Regions from separate parts of the Triticum aestivum genome. Here region 1 is linked to region 2. A link is a contact called in public Hi-C data. All regions are on one chromosome and are shown on one strand. The core of a region is the stretch at or near the end of the contact, and the rest is flanking DNA. Distances in the headings are between cores, read along the strand shown. Region 1 holds the start of LOC123071186 (60S ribosomal protein L24). Region 2 holds the start of LOC123071180 (NADH--cytochrome b5 reductase 1).

What was found. A called contact is a pair of places that touch in the nucleus more often than the background predicts.
Region 1: a contact with region 2 is called in a Hi-C map of leaf, with 8 times the contacts expected there. The contact joins the promoter of LOC123071186 here to the promoter of LOC123071180 in region 2. A contact is called at or near these places in 2 of 5 Hi-C or Micro-C datasets (both in leaf).

The regions. Positions count from the first base shown.
Region 1 is chr3B:598,484,927-598,491,759 of IWGSC CS RefSeq v2.1, forward strand. LOC123071186 (60S ribosomal protein L24) reads left to right here and starts at 5,552. Exons shown (of 6, transcript XM_044494697.1): 1 at 5,552-5,673; 2 at 6,831-6,833. LOC123071185 (zinc finger protein VAR3, chloroplastic) reads left to right here. Exons shown (of 5, transcript XM_044494696.1): 3 at 1,309-1,571; 4 at 2,116-2,214; 5 at 2,302-4,966. The coding sequence ends at 4,696.
Region 2 is chr3B:597,569,513-597,576,046 of IWGSC CS RefSeq v2.1, forward strand. LOC123071180 (NADH--cytochrome b5 reductase 1) reads right to left here and starts at 4,327. Exons shown (of 9, transcript XM_044494692.1): 1 at 4,195-4,327; 2 at 3,216-3,357; 3 at 3,027-3,117; 4 at 2,817-2,894; 5 at 2,591-2,671; 6 at 2,402-2,491; 7 at 1,677-1,742; 8 at 898-984; 9 at 384-772. The coding sequence starts at 4,306. The coding sequence ends at 680.

The DNA.
Region 1 (6,833 bases), core at 4,302-6,801, 920 kb after region 2:
AAGACCAAACATACCATTCAGTTCAGGGACAATCCTCTGTATAATTCCCATAAAATTTTGAGCATCTCAGTTTCCCATTTTCTCCCTGCACCTTTGTTGCATCCCTTGTTGCTTTTATGATGGGTGATGTTGAATGCCTGATAAGAATGCTGTATTTTCTTCAGTTCCGATTTCACCAGGGTTACAACTGTGGTTACATGACATTTTACAGAAAGTAATACAAGGATACAGTCAGTATATATGTAGTTAAGAGGAAAACATCCATCACACCTTAGCCTTACTGAATGCAACTTGCAGTCTAGCAAGCTGTGAACAACAGAGCTTAACTAGCAAATGCATACAACTTAATGCGTGACTTGTACTGTTAAAGACATCCAGAGGGGCACAGAGCTCAACTAAGAACTTATATAACTACGAAGTCACAAAACATAACTTGCGCCAGGTGGAGGCATGAAGGCGTGGCGGCTGGTGTGGAGGTTGCGTCATCGGAAGGAAGCGGTGGTGGCGATTAGGAGCCTCGGTGCTGTGGAGGAAGCTGGAGCTCTCATAGAACAAATTCAAATCCTTCCTTTTTGGATAGGGATTAAGTCAGAGAGATTTCTCATATATATATATATATATATATATATATATATATATATATATATATATAGGGAAAATCCATCCTACCACCCGGTGGTAGTTACCCCACATGTCTCATATACTAGCATGTGGTACTATATATACTATTTTTTTATTTTAAATATGTTTATATACTATATTTAAGATATTTCAAAACAAGTTACATGAACAAATTGCATATGAGCCCATAGTTTTTGTTATATTTGTGAAATACGTACATATTTGTACGTAAAAAAGAGCATACTCAAAAAATGGTACATACTACCTAAAAATTTGTATATATACTACCTAATCATTGTTATATACTACATACTACACGTACATACTCTCGGTTTCGACAGATACTACATACAACATACAAAACGCAAGTGGTGGTAACTACCACTGCTTGTAGGAAACATTTGTCCTATATATATATATATATATATATAGTGAGTTAGTTGACTTGGGCTTTGGTTTGAGATGTTCTGTGGTAGAAGCATTCCCATTTATTTCATTTCTTGAAATCGAATTCGAAAAGGGGGATTCTTGGGATAAGCCATAAGCATATCCTGTACGGGAACAACAGATTTCTTAAGTATTCTTGCAACAGGTTTCAGTTGCCAATTCACAAATGTTGACCCCACATTATGAAATGTGACAAAACTGTATTGATCAAGACACTAAAGATGTGATAACTTTTGCCAGGCAATTCAATCAGTCAGAGCGGTAACTGTGGACATTGTTCGGTACTTGCTAAGTTACACATACAGTTCGTCAAACAACTATTTAGAAGACAAAGAACTCACTGATTCAGCTGTTAGAAATATCTTGGCTGAGCTAGTTAATTCTAGTGGACTTCCCCACACCTCCAGTTTTGTGGAGTCAACAGTTGAGAGTCAACCTGAGCGATTCTCTAGGCATCCAGGGCAAAATGTTGAGATGAAACGTGGTGACTGGATTTGCACAAGGTATGTTATGGATATTTTTATTTATCAATTGAACAACATCGCCTTACTTTAAAGTGCCAACTAATTTCTACATCTTCTCTTCCTAGATGTGATACAGCTAAAATATACACACTCATTTTCTGTGCTGTAGCAGAATCTTGCACAAGCATGCATCTATGTAACAAATCATTTTTCGTTTTTGAACAATGCTGTTGTTGTCTCATAATCTTTTCACACTTGGCCTGTTTTACCTCTGTGTAAGTTTCCTCATCTATATTTTTAACCAACATTTAACTAACCATGACCAGTTATGTGCTATTCTCATAATTTTGTACAAAGAGGCACAAAACTCGCATCTGTAAAATAAATTCGCAACTACTTGTATTGTCGGAGACATTTGAAATTATTTGCTACTGGTTTGTTTACTACTCCCTCCGTCCCATAATGTAAGACGTTTTTTGACACTACACTACATTATGGGACGGAGGGAGTACTTATTTGAAATATTTTACCCTTGTTCATATTTTTTGTAATGTTGACTCTAAATATGCTCTGCAACCTACAGATGTAGCTTTATGAACTTTGCAAGAAATGCGAGGTGCCTTGAGTGCAATGAGCATCGGCCAAAGAAGATGTTGACTGGCAGAGAGTGGGAATGCCCTCAGTAAGCTTCGACATGCTAACTTCATTTTTGTGATTTGAAATTATTTATGTTTCGAGATGGCTGACTTCGTATTGTCCTTTCGCCAAGGTGTGAATTCTATAATTATGGGAGGAACATGTCATGCTTAAGATGTGCTTGCAAAAGACCAGCGACAACTGCATCTGCTGGTGCTGGTTTAGGTGGTGTAGCAGAGCTTCTTAATGTAACTAATGCTGGTAGATCTGAAATTGAGAGAAAACTCGCTCAAAGTGATGAGAAGGCAGAAAGGTGGTTGAGCAAAGTATCTCAACTTGACGATTCTGCTGATTTAAGTAGTCTGGCAGCTGATGAGGATTTTCCTGAGATTATGCCTATGAGGAAGGGAGTCAATAAATTTGTAGTTAGCACACGCAAGACACCATTGGAGAGAAGATTGGCAAGTGCACAGTACAGCAGTAACAATAGCCCTCAAGCAACAGCATCCGGCTCCAAGATTAGTCAAACTTTAGACAGGATACTTGGGCGTTCGGCATCTACTTCTGCCCCAAACAATCAGTCTGATAATGGGGGTGTAACTGCTGAGACTCCCAGGAAATTAACAGGCCATCTTGGTGATATCGACCCCGTTCCTTTTGTGCCATTATCTGCTGATCTGTTTACCAAGCCACAGAATGCAAAGACTAATGAACAGGCAGATAGGGACAGTCAAATAAATAAGGAAACTGGTAGTTCCGCACCCGATATCACACAGGCATCAACTGAGAGGAGAGATGTCGATAAGTCATTAGATACTGCTGAGAAATGGTCCAAGAAAGTCGCAGAACTCGATAGTGTAAATGACCTTTCAAGTGCTATTTCTGATGAAGACTTTCCTGATATTATGCCAATGAGGAAGGGTGAGAATCGGTTTGTTATTAGTAAGAAAAAAGACCGCTTGCTGACATCACCACAGTACCAGAGGCGCAGTGTGCTTGAGCAGGCTGACAATTCTGATTTCGTCCCGTTTGTTCCATTTCCTCCTGATTATTTTGCCAAGAAAGATGCGCCAGCAGAGAGTACTCCAGATACAGGAATAGTGTCAGAAAGTTCTCCATCAACTGATAAGCTGCCAGAAACAAATGCTTCATCAAGACATTCGGGAAATAGCCAAAACACCTCACAGGTGATTGGCCCTCAGGGAAGTAGCATCATGAATAATGAGAACTCGAATAGGAATTACTCTCAGCAGAGCTCGAGTCCAGGTGGTTATACACGTGGTGGAAGCAGCAGCCAGCAGTATCAACAACAACCTTATGGGGTGGGTGATAGATCTGCTGGTACACCAAATTCAGGCGCCTGGAATCCAAACTACTCCCAGGGGACGTCTACTGATGTCAGAGGAGGATCTAGCAACTATCAGCATCAACAGCAACCCCATGAGGTCGGTGATCGATCTCGGGGAACTTCAAATACTGGTGCTTTGAACACAAACTACTCCCCCGGGAGGTTTAATGATGGCAGAGGTGGAGCTAGCAACTATCAGCATCAACAGCAACCTCATGAGGCGGGTGGTCGATCTAGTGGAACTTCAAATACTGGCGCTTGGAACACAAACTACTCCCAGTCCCAGGGGAGTTTTAATGATGGCAGAGGTGGATCTAACAACTATCAGCATCAACAGCAACCTTGTGAGGTGGGTGATCGATCTAGTGGAACTTCAAATACTGGTTCTTGGAACACAAACTACTCCCAGTCCCAGGGGAGTTTTAATGATGGCAGAGGTGGATCTAACAACTATCAGCATCAACAGCAACCTCGTGAGGTGGGCGATCGATCTAGTGGAACTTCAAATACTGGTTCTTGGAACACAAACTACTCCCAGTCCCAGGGGAGGTTTAGTGATGGCAGAGGTGGATCTAGCAGCTATCAGTATCAGACACAACCTCATCAGGCAGGTGGTCAATCCAGTGGCTCTTCGAACACTCTGAACACAAACTACTCTCAGGGGAGCTTCAACGAGGGTCGAGATACATCTACTTACAATCAGGGAAGCTATTCTGCACAACCATCTTATTCGCCCGGCTATAGTAATCACAGCAACAGCAATTCTTGGAGCAGCAACAACAACCAAAATTGGAGTGGTTCACATCCTGATAGTAGGGTTTCTACTACTGGCATTGATTCCACTAACCCTAATCAAGGAACAGGCTACTCAAGCTACGGAGGTGGAGGTTATACTGGAAAGAGCTTAGAAGGCTCTGCTGTGAAGGACCCCGATCCCCTGGACATGTCCGAGGAAGCCAAGGCCGAGAGATGGTTCAGGAGGGCAGCGCAGATAAAGGACATCTCCGAGCTTGCCAACATTCCCGACGAGGACTTCCCCGAGATAATGCCAATGAGGAAGGGGGTGAACAGATTCGTGGTGAGCAAGAGGAAGACGCCATTGGAGAGGAGATTGACTTCTCCTCAGTACAGAAGGAACCTACCGATCGTAAGCTCCGAGCCTGACAAAGATGGTAGCTGAAAGCAGGCATATCTATTCTGATGAAAGAGCGAAGAGTTTACACAAGGATATATACTTTTACTTCTGATCGTGATAATAAGCAGCAAGGCGAAGAAATCCACGCGGAGGAAACAGCTGAACACCCAGAACATTTTTTCTTATATCCAAAAGTTTTGTTCTCGACCAGTAGGGATTTGCTGTTTAATTTGTTACGTGTATCAGTTGTATACATTTGTTGTTGTACCTGAAACCGTGAGTGCAATCATCAAATAATTTGCGCGTCGTTCTCCATGTAGTCATCTTGCTTTGAAGATCAAAGCCCTGAGTGAGGCTCGGGTGTTTATTTCTCAAAAACTTTATCGTAGTCAGAATAGAGTAACAGATGGCTGGTAAGATACAGCCGCACTGAATGTGCCACAGGGCTACCAGTGGCGACTGGCGAAGATGGGGGGCCCTAATATCTGGGATTTAGTGCATATTTGCTAATGAACAGTGAAAAATAGTGATTGTTTGATGCGAAAAATCAGTTTTTTCAGTGGTTTGGCCCTCCCTGATCAGTTTTAACCGCACTGATACAATTTTTCTGACTCCACCTCGTGGACGTATTCTTGTCTCTTAACAATAAATCTGTTACCCCTAAAAAAAACAATAAATCTGTTATCATGAAATAAAACTTCTTTACCCCCGAAAAAAAACACACGAGGAGGCGTCACCCCTCGAAAAAAAAAGAACAGGAGGCCTCGCCCAGAAAAGACGTTTTTTTTAGGGATCGCCCAGAAAAGACGCGGCACGAGAAATGAGAAAGGGGCTACAAAACGAAAAACCCGGTCCAGCAACAGTGGGCTCCAATCAGCAACCCTACTCGAGCGGCCCATTAGCCCAACAACCCCGCGCCCACCCCACCCCACCCCTCGCGAGGTCATCAAAACCCTACCCGCGGCACACATCTCCCCCCACTTCCCCCCATCCGCCGCCGCCGCGCCTCCTCCTCGCCCAAGGTATCCCTCCCATCCTCTCCTCCCTCTCCTCCGACCCATCTCCCCCGTCCTCCTAGGTCAATCCGTCCGGCCGCCGCCCCTCCTTCCGCCGCGCCGCTCCTCCGCCAGTTCTTCCGTTTCGTTTCGCAAGGTCTGGTTGGTTTGGATCCGATGATAGGCGGCCGCGTCTCTCGATTCGTAGCCTAGGTCACCGGCAGTAGCTTTGTTCCTAGGGTTTCGCCGTCGCGGGTGTCCGAGATGCGTTCGTTTTCCGTGAGTCCAATCTTTAGTCGCGGTGGAGCGCGCAATGGGGTTTGTTGTTCCGTGACCTGGACGCGTCCATTAGTTTCATTGGTTGAGTGAGTATCTGCCTGCTGTTCGTGAGATCTTGCACAGGTACTGGGGCACCCGACACAGATTTGCTGTTGTAGTTTCCGGCGGCCTAATCTTTACTGTGCAAGATGTGCATGGGTACGCAGTATGCAGCAGTTGCTTCTTTGTGTTTGTGCTGCCGGTGACCCAATAATCACCCAGCCTTTTACGCTTCAGGTGTTTTGTTATTCTATGTTTGTGTAAAGTAGGATCCAGAGCACAAGTACTGAGGCACGGTAGCCGTTCTGGTTGCTCAGTTGCCATTTATTTGTTGTGCAAGAGAGACATGGGAACCCGCTTTGCAGCAGAGATTGAACTCTACTTTCTGCCGCCAGTAGTCGCCCAACATCACCCATTTGATTCTTGTGCGGGATGCACATCTGACATTGTTTGTGTCAAGAGTTTCTTCTATGAGTACAGCTAACTCATGGGCCTAAGGTCGTAAGAGATTCAACTTCTCGTGACCAGTAGGTTCGCTCGTTTGGACCAGAGCACAAGTACTGAGGCATGGTAGCCGTTCTGGTTGCACAGTTGCCATATTTTTATTGTGCAAGAGAAACAGGGAACCCGCTTTGCAGCAGAGATTTACTCCACTTTCTGCAGCCAGTAGTCGCCCGATACCACACACTTTAGTATGAAAGATGAACATGGGTACACAATTTACACTCTGGTTATGAGGTTTTGATGATTGTGCTTTGTGGTCATTCTATGCTAAAGAGCCTGCTTTGTTGTTGATTGTTCTTTTGTGTTACTTGCTTTATGCACTTATTAAGTGTTGCTCATGTTTGTTCTGATCTCATTTTTAGGTA
Region 2 (6,534 bases), core at 3,077-5,576:
GAGCCCTAATGATAGATGAAGAGCGAGGCGTCCGAGCGGAACCCAAGCTGATGGAGAAACGTCGCGATGCGCTGGTACCAAGCGCGCGGAGCCTGCTTGAGTCCGTCCAAGACCCAACGGTCTATTGGTTGCATTGGCTAGAGCATGCACTTCTACAGGTATCGGAGCCAAGAGGTCTTGAATTCAAGACCCGGCTGACACAATTAAGATCAATATTTTGGTTGCATTGGCTAGAGCATGCACTTCTACATTCTTGTTTCAGCTTTTTTTTTTCTCCTCATCTTTTCCCATGGTGCTCTGTGTATCGCTGCAAAGGCTGAAAGGGTGTATCCATAGTATCGTGTGCACGTACCACGCTCTAGCGGCGTGTTAATACCAAGAGCAACACAAAAATTACAGTACAAACTTTTACCAATGAGTGATCTTGTTCGCCAAAAAAAAAAACGGTGATGCAGTCGACTGTTGGACTCACCCTATGCTCATTTTTCAAACCAATAATAGAGGTGGAGTCGAGCGAAATGTGGGCCTCTGCCTAGCTATGCAGCTAACATTTGGCCGCGAAAAAGGAGGTACTACAAGACTAAAAATGCATCGCTTCTGGAAGATATCAAGAGGGGTCGGACAGTCTCCATGCTGGATACTGTAGGGCCTGGGGGCCTTATTTTGGAGCTCCGGAAACTTAGAACTGGAACTGCATCTCCTTTGTGTATCCGAGCTCCTCAAGGTGTGCAGCCATCGCCTTGTTCATCGGAGGAGGGCCGCATCTCAAGATCTGGAATATAGCAAAGAAAACATGGATTATCTCGGGGACACGGTACATATCGGAGTTTCCATGAAAACGACCACTTGCCACTTGCTTGTAAACAAAGTTCCAAGGGATGAAGACTTGAGTTTTACCTGGATATCCTCAGCAGGTGCTGGACAGTGAGTCTTAATCATGTCCTGGGACACAAAGCCAACACCACCATTCCAGACTTCAGGAGGCTGCAAACGCAAACGACAGTATGAGATTCTGTTGCAAATGCCTTCATAGTGCAATGGAAGTCGTGACTCTGGATGTAACTCTGTACCATACAACTGGGGGTAATGAGAGCGCACAGTTGTTTAGCAGATAAAAGACAAATTCACAATGCGGATTTATTTCAGAACATGGTATTCATTCAACCAAAATATATTTAGCACATACTATCTTCAATCATTTTAAGTAGTCCAACACTATTCAAAACCTATCTGTGTGACCGGTATTATGCATACAGCTCTGTCCTGCAATTATCTAGCAGCACTACGTTACCATGTGTTCAACGATCAACAGCCTGTCCGATGTTACTGCCGTGAGAGTCATAGCAGAAATTCTGCACCTACTTATACTACTCCCTCCGTTCCTAAATATTTGTTTTTCTAGACATTTCAAATGACTACTACATACGGATGTATATAGACATATTTTAGAGTGTAGATTCACTCATTTTGCTCCATATGTAGTCACTTGTTGAAATGACTAGAAAGATAAGTATTTAGGAACGGAGGGAGTAGTTCCCAATGAATGGAGAAGTCCTGATTCCATTGTTTCCAAACAGAATTACTCGCGTGCTTCCGCATTATAAATGCAGTGTACTGATTTGAATAATATTTGATATGCACAACTAGTTAAAAGATGAGAAGAACATAGGGTGCACCTGATTCAACACGTAGAAGATCTTGAAGCGGTCAGGATATTCTTCGGCCAGGCTGTCCAGCTCTTCCTGCACAGATTAAACAGACCTATGAAGTCAGTACCAAGCAAAATAGCACAGTACTAGTGAAGCGCATCCATCATACAAGGACATCCCTTAGCTCAAGCCCATGCTGCTTTCATGATTTGAGTAACTTTGTAATTCATGTATTCAGTTATAGATGGTTTAATATTTACAATAAAAAAGAAAGCAAGGGAAGTTATATGCAAGTTTCAGTTACAAATTACTCTGTGTGACTAGTTCCCTTTTACTGCGGTACAAGTTGTGCACAAGTTCTGAATCACCTTAGACATTCTAGATATTTTACACTAAAATATCCTAGAGGGAATAAGAGGAAACAATATTTGGCATCTACTCCCTCCGTTCCGAATTACTTGTCTTGGATTTGTCTAGATACGGATGTATCTACCACTAAAATGAGTCTAGATAAATCTGTATCTAGACAAATCCAAGACAAGTAATTCGGAACGGAGGGAGTAAGTGTTATATCATCAACAACTATACGGAATAGATACATCGCTGATAACAACCTTATAAAGTTCTACTAAATGTGTCAAATATGCTCACAGTAACTCTGGTCTAATGGGTTAACATCATATGGTTTCTGTATCAGAGACTGCACGAAAACCAAAAAAGAGTTTCTACAGAAAAAAGGATGGCGATTCCACCTTCAGAAGAATGTCTTCAGGTGTGACATTTGCATAGACTAGATGAACCTTCGTTTTGTCATTAGGGTTCTCGAGAATTGCCCTTGCAACCTGTGAGAACAGAAAAAAGATTGTTAGTGGAAACCAAACAAACGGGTCTGTAGCATCATTGACTGCAATATAGAACTTTGTTTGAACTTTTTTTTTTACTTGGAACATCGGAGTGATGCCAGATCCACCAGCCAGCATTCCGAAAGCTCTCACTTGTCCTACTTGGTACTTGAAACGACCCTAGATCAGAGAACAAATCATGTTAAACTTATAATTAGATGGCAAATAAGCATGACATTGGGAATGTGGACTATAAATAACAACACCTGTGCAGCTATTTCTTATGAAACTAACACAGGTTGCTCATGATAAAAAAGAGTGTTACCTTAGGTCCCTTTACAGACATATAATCACCAACTTTCATTTCACGGAAGTGATGCGACATTCTTCCTTGAGGGTACATCTGAATTATGGGGAAAGGGAAATATTAAAAAAAGAAAAGGTGAAGAAACTACAGCTGAACACACAATCATGTGGAGCAAAAAGATAAGATTGTTAACCAATATTATTGTAGTATAAAGAAATGAACACATACCTTTATAACAAGCTGAAAATTTCCAAGATCAGAATCCAATGTAGTAGGTGTGTAAGGCTTGATTACTTCTTCACCGGTAGCATCTTGACCTCTGAATAAAAGGAGGGAACATTAACATGATTAAAGTTTGAAAGAAGTATACATTATAAAAGCAAACTTCAGAATTTAGAAGCAGCACATAATTCAAACCTGCAACTGATATGTTGACCAATTGGAAGGCCTAACACAGAGGTAGGGGTTGGAAGAGCAAATCGGAATTTGGCAACATTATGGCTTATTTGTGTCTTTTCCACAAGTTTAAACTTCCTGAAGTTCTCAGGATCCAAGCAGCCTGATGACAGCAAAAAGAGCACCAAGAATGACATTAAGCTCCAGCAGAAAGAATGCTCGAGCAATTTTTTTATTTGGTTGATGAAACAAAGAATGGAAGAAGTAATGAATGCTAGAATGAGGTGTGAAATTCCACAAGCAATTACTTAAAAATTCTACAGAACCACGCAGCAAACCAAACAATTTTTAATTTTTTTTGCAGAATAACAGGTGCACAGTTATTAAACTCACATCAGTAACCCATCCAAATCCATAATCTCACAACAAGCGTAATAGATGTTAGCCAGTATGCAACGCTTCTTTTCAAGTACTACTCATGATAACATGGCAAGACTAAATCAAGCAAGACAAATGGGGAAAATCTGCCCGTGGCACAGCTCTGCTTAGGCGGTTAGGCCGTCCTGAAATGGAGCCAGCAGGTAAAAATAACCGCGGCTCATATCTTCTAGTCGTTCAACAGACCTGTCTAAACACGAACAATACTTGGCTGGTTCAGTTCAGTTAGGAAAACAAACACTTCATTGGTTTATCATCTCCATATAGCGAGCGGCATCGACACAGTAAACGGCCACTGCCCAGACCAAGCCCAGCAGGAAGCAGGAAGCAGGTAGTGTCTGTCACCACGAAAAGCACCCGCTCACAAACCAATTCAGCAATTTTCACAGTACAATGGCCGAATTCGCGGCTCCACGGCCTCTCATCGGAAACTAACTGAAAGCTGTTGCGACTCCGGCCCACCAGGACACCAGATCGCATGCGAAATCACAGGCATCTCATGTAAGCATGCGTCTATCTGCCGAAATATGCACAGCACAGCCATACGCGGATACATACATACCCTTGGGCCTCTTGGACCGGCAGAGGAGGAGTGCGGCGCCCACGGCGACGGCGACGACCGCTACGGCGACGGCCACCATGGTCTCGACGCTCCGCCCCTGCAGGAAATCCATGGCCCCCTTCCTCCCGCGCGGCTGTCTGTCTGTCTGTCTCCCTCGCGACGCTCGGGGCGGGGGTTGGTTGGTTGGGTGCCTCGGGCTGCGGTGTTTGGTGCGAGATTTAGCTGGGTTTGGAATTAGAAGACGGGGCGGGCGCGGGGTTAGCTGCGGGAGCGGGGGTAGGTGGGGTGCGGTGGTGGTGACTGGTAAGACGGAAACCGCCGGTGGTGACTGGTGAGACCTGTGGGCGCGGCGCGGTGCGGTGGCGGAGATCGCGAGGTCGTATTCGCCCTTTTGCCCTCGCCACAGTTCAAAACACAGAGTCTGAATTTCAGGTGTGCAAAAGCACCTTCAGAAACTGTGAATACACTGCAAAAGTACCTTCAGAGACGCAAACAGAGCCTGAATTTCAGGTGTGTCTCGGTGAGCACACTGCAAAAGTAGCTTCAGAAATGCTAGTGGTACCAAACTGTGATGACACGGCACATTGCAGTCTAGTCTGAACAAAAGGCGATTTCCTGCGTGTCATTCGAGAATCACGAACTGAAGCTAAGCATGTGGATGAACTCATTTTGCTGGTAATGCATGTTTAGTGCATCGCCACAGCGGGGGTTGGGAGAGTAATTTCGTGCTCGCATCAATCGCTGTCTGGGTATGGGACGCTGGGCCCAGCTCTGTGATCGACCGGAATGGCTCCCTCATCCCAACGTGGATTGATTGGTAGTAGATCGATAGATAGATGCTCTGGTCTGGTCAGTTTTTCAATTGGCATCGGCGGGCTTGGTCACTTGTTTAGACCGCTTTCTACCACCACGCCACTTGTGCGTCTGCATTGCCAGCGGTCGGACCGGTCCACCGGCTCGGCTGATTGGTTAGACTTGGTCATGTATGGACTATGGAGGCGGAGCAGCAGCCGCACACTTGACACTTTCCACCAGCTTGAAAGGGAGAAACTCATTCATGTTGATACCTCCACTTGGCCACTGAGGCATTCTATCTTAGATTGGTGGCTTGGGATGACCGATGATTCCCTTCCCAACCGGAAGGGCATGGCCTTGCTCACCATGCTCACCACGTGGATGATATGGAATAAGACAAACGCTCGCGTCTTCCGTGGCAAGGACACTTCGCTTATGGTTATTGCTGACAACATCAAAAAGGGATGCACCGTTTTGGGTCACCGCGGGAGCTAAGAAGCTAGGGTCCATCGTGTCGGGGGAGTGATTCCTTCTTGTATCGTTAAGGGGTGTCAGTAACGCAAACTCCGTTCTCTCTTCCTCCACCTCCTCCTCCTCCTCCAAGAAAGAAAGTTAGGGTTTGTGTCTCTCGCCGGCGCCGGCGCAGGTCCGCCTCGTCTCCCTAGGGCCATGGAGGCGTGGTGGATCCTGGCAAGGGCCGGCGAGAGGGCTCCGTTTTTAGTCGTTTTTTTCAATCTTGTTAGGGTTTGTGTCCTACTCGGGAAGGCGAGACGGCGGCGGCTCCCTGAAGATGGAATAAAGGTCTCCCCTCCTAGCCCTCGTTCCGGCAGTGCGTCTAGCATCGTTGGTGAGCGTGTGGAGGTGTGTCTCCGGCAGATCTATCTTTGGTGGATTTGCTCGGATCTCGTCGTTGTTCGTCTACGTTCATGTGTCTTCGGTTTGGATCCTTCCGATTTACGTTATTTTTCATCGGCGGCGGTTGCTGTTCTTGGGTGCTGGTCCTATGGGGCCTTAGCACGACGACTTTCCAACTGTCTACTACAACAAGTTATGCCCGGCTCCGGCGATGGAGGGGCGATGACGGCGGCGCGCCTTCGGCTCGCTTCGGTGCTTGTAGTCGTCGCTAGGTGGTCTACGAATCTGGATGTAATTTTTATTTCTGGTATTCGTTGTACTGCCATGATTGAAGATGAATAGATTGAAAGTTTTTTCGGAAAAAAAAACGGGTTTGCTAAAACTCAGCTAGCTGAGAAATAAATTGGTCTCATTCACATCTCTAGCCATCCGATCTAAAGATGCAGAGATTCATGCGTGCCGTTTTTTTCTCGTGCAGGGACGCGGGCACGGCAGCCGAAGTCGTTTTGTTTTGTCGGCCTGTTTGTCCAAGCTGTAGCGACATGCACCAGCGCATTACTAGGCGCCAGCTACCACAGTCCATACTCATGTTTTTTGTCTGCTTTTTTTCATGTCTGCAGATTAATAGGGAAAGCTACCCTGCAGATCTTGATTCACGTGACTTATCTTTTGTCCTATTTTTTGTATTTT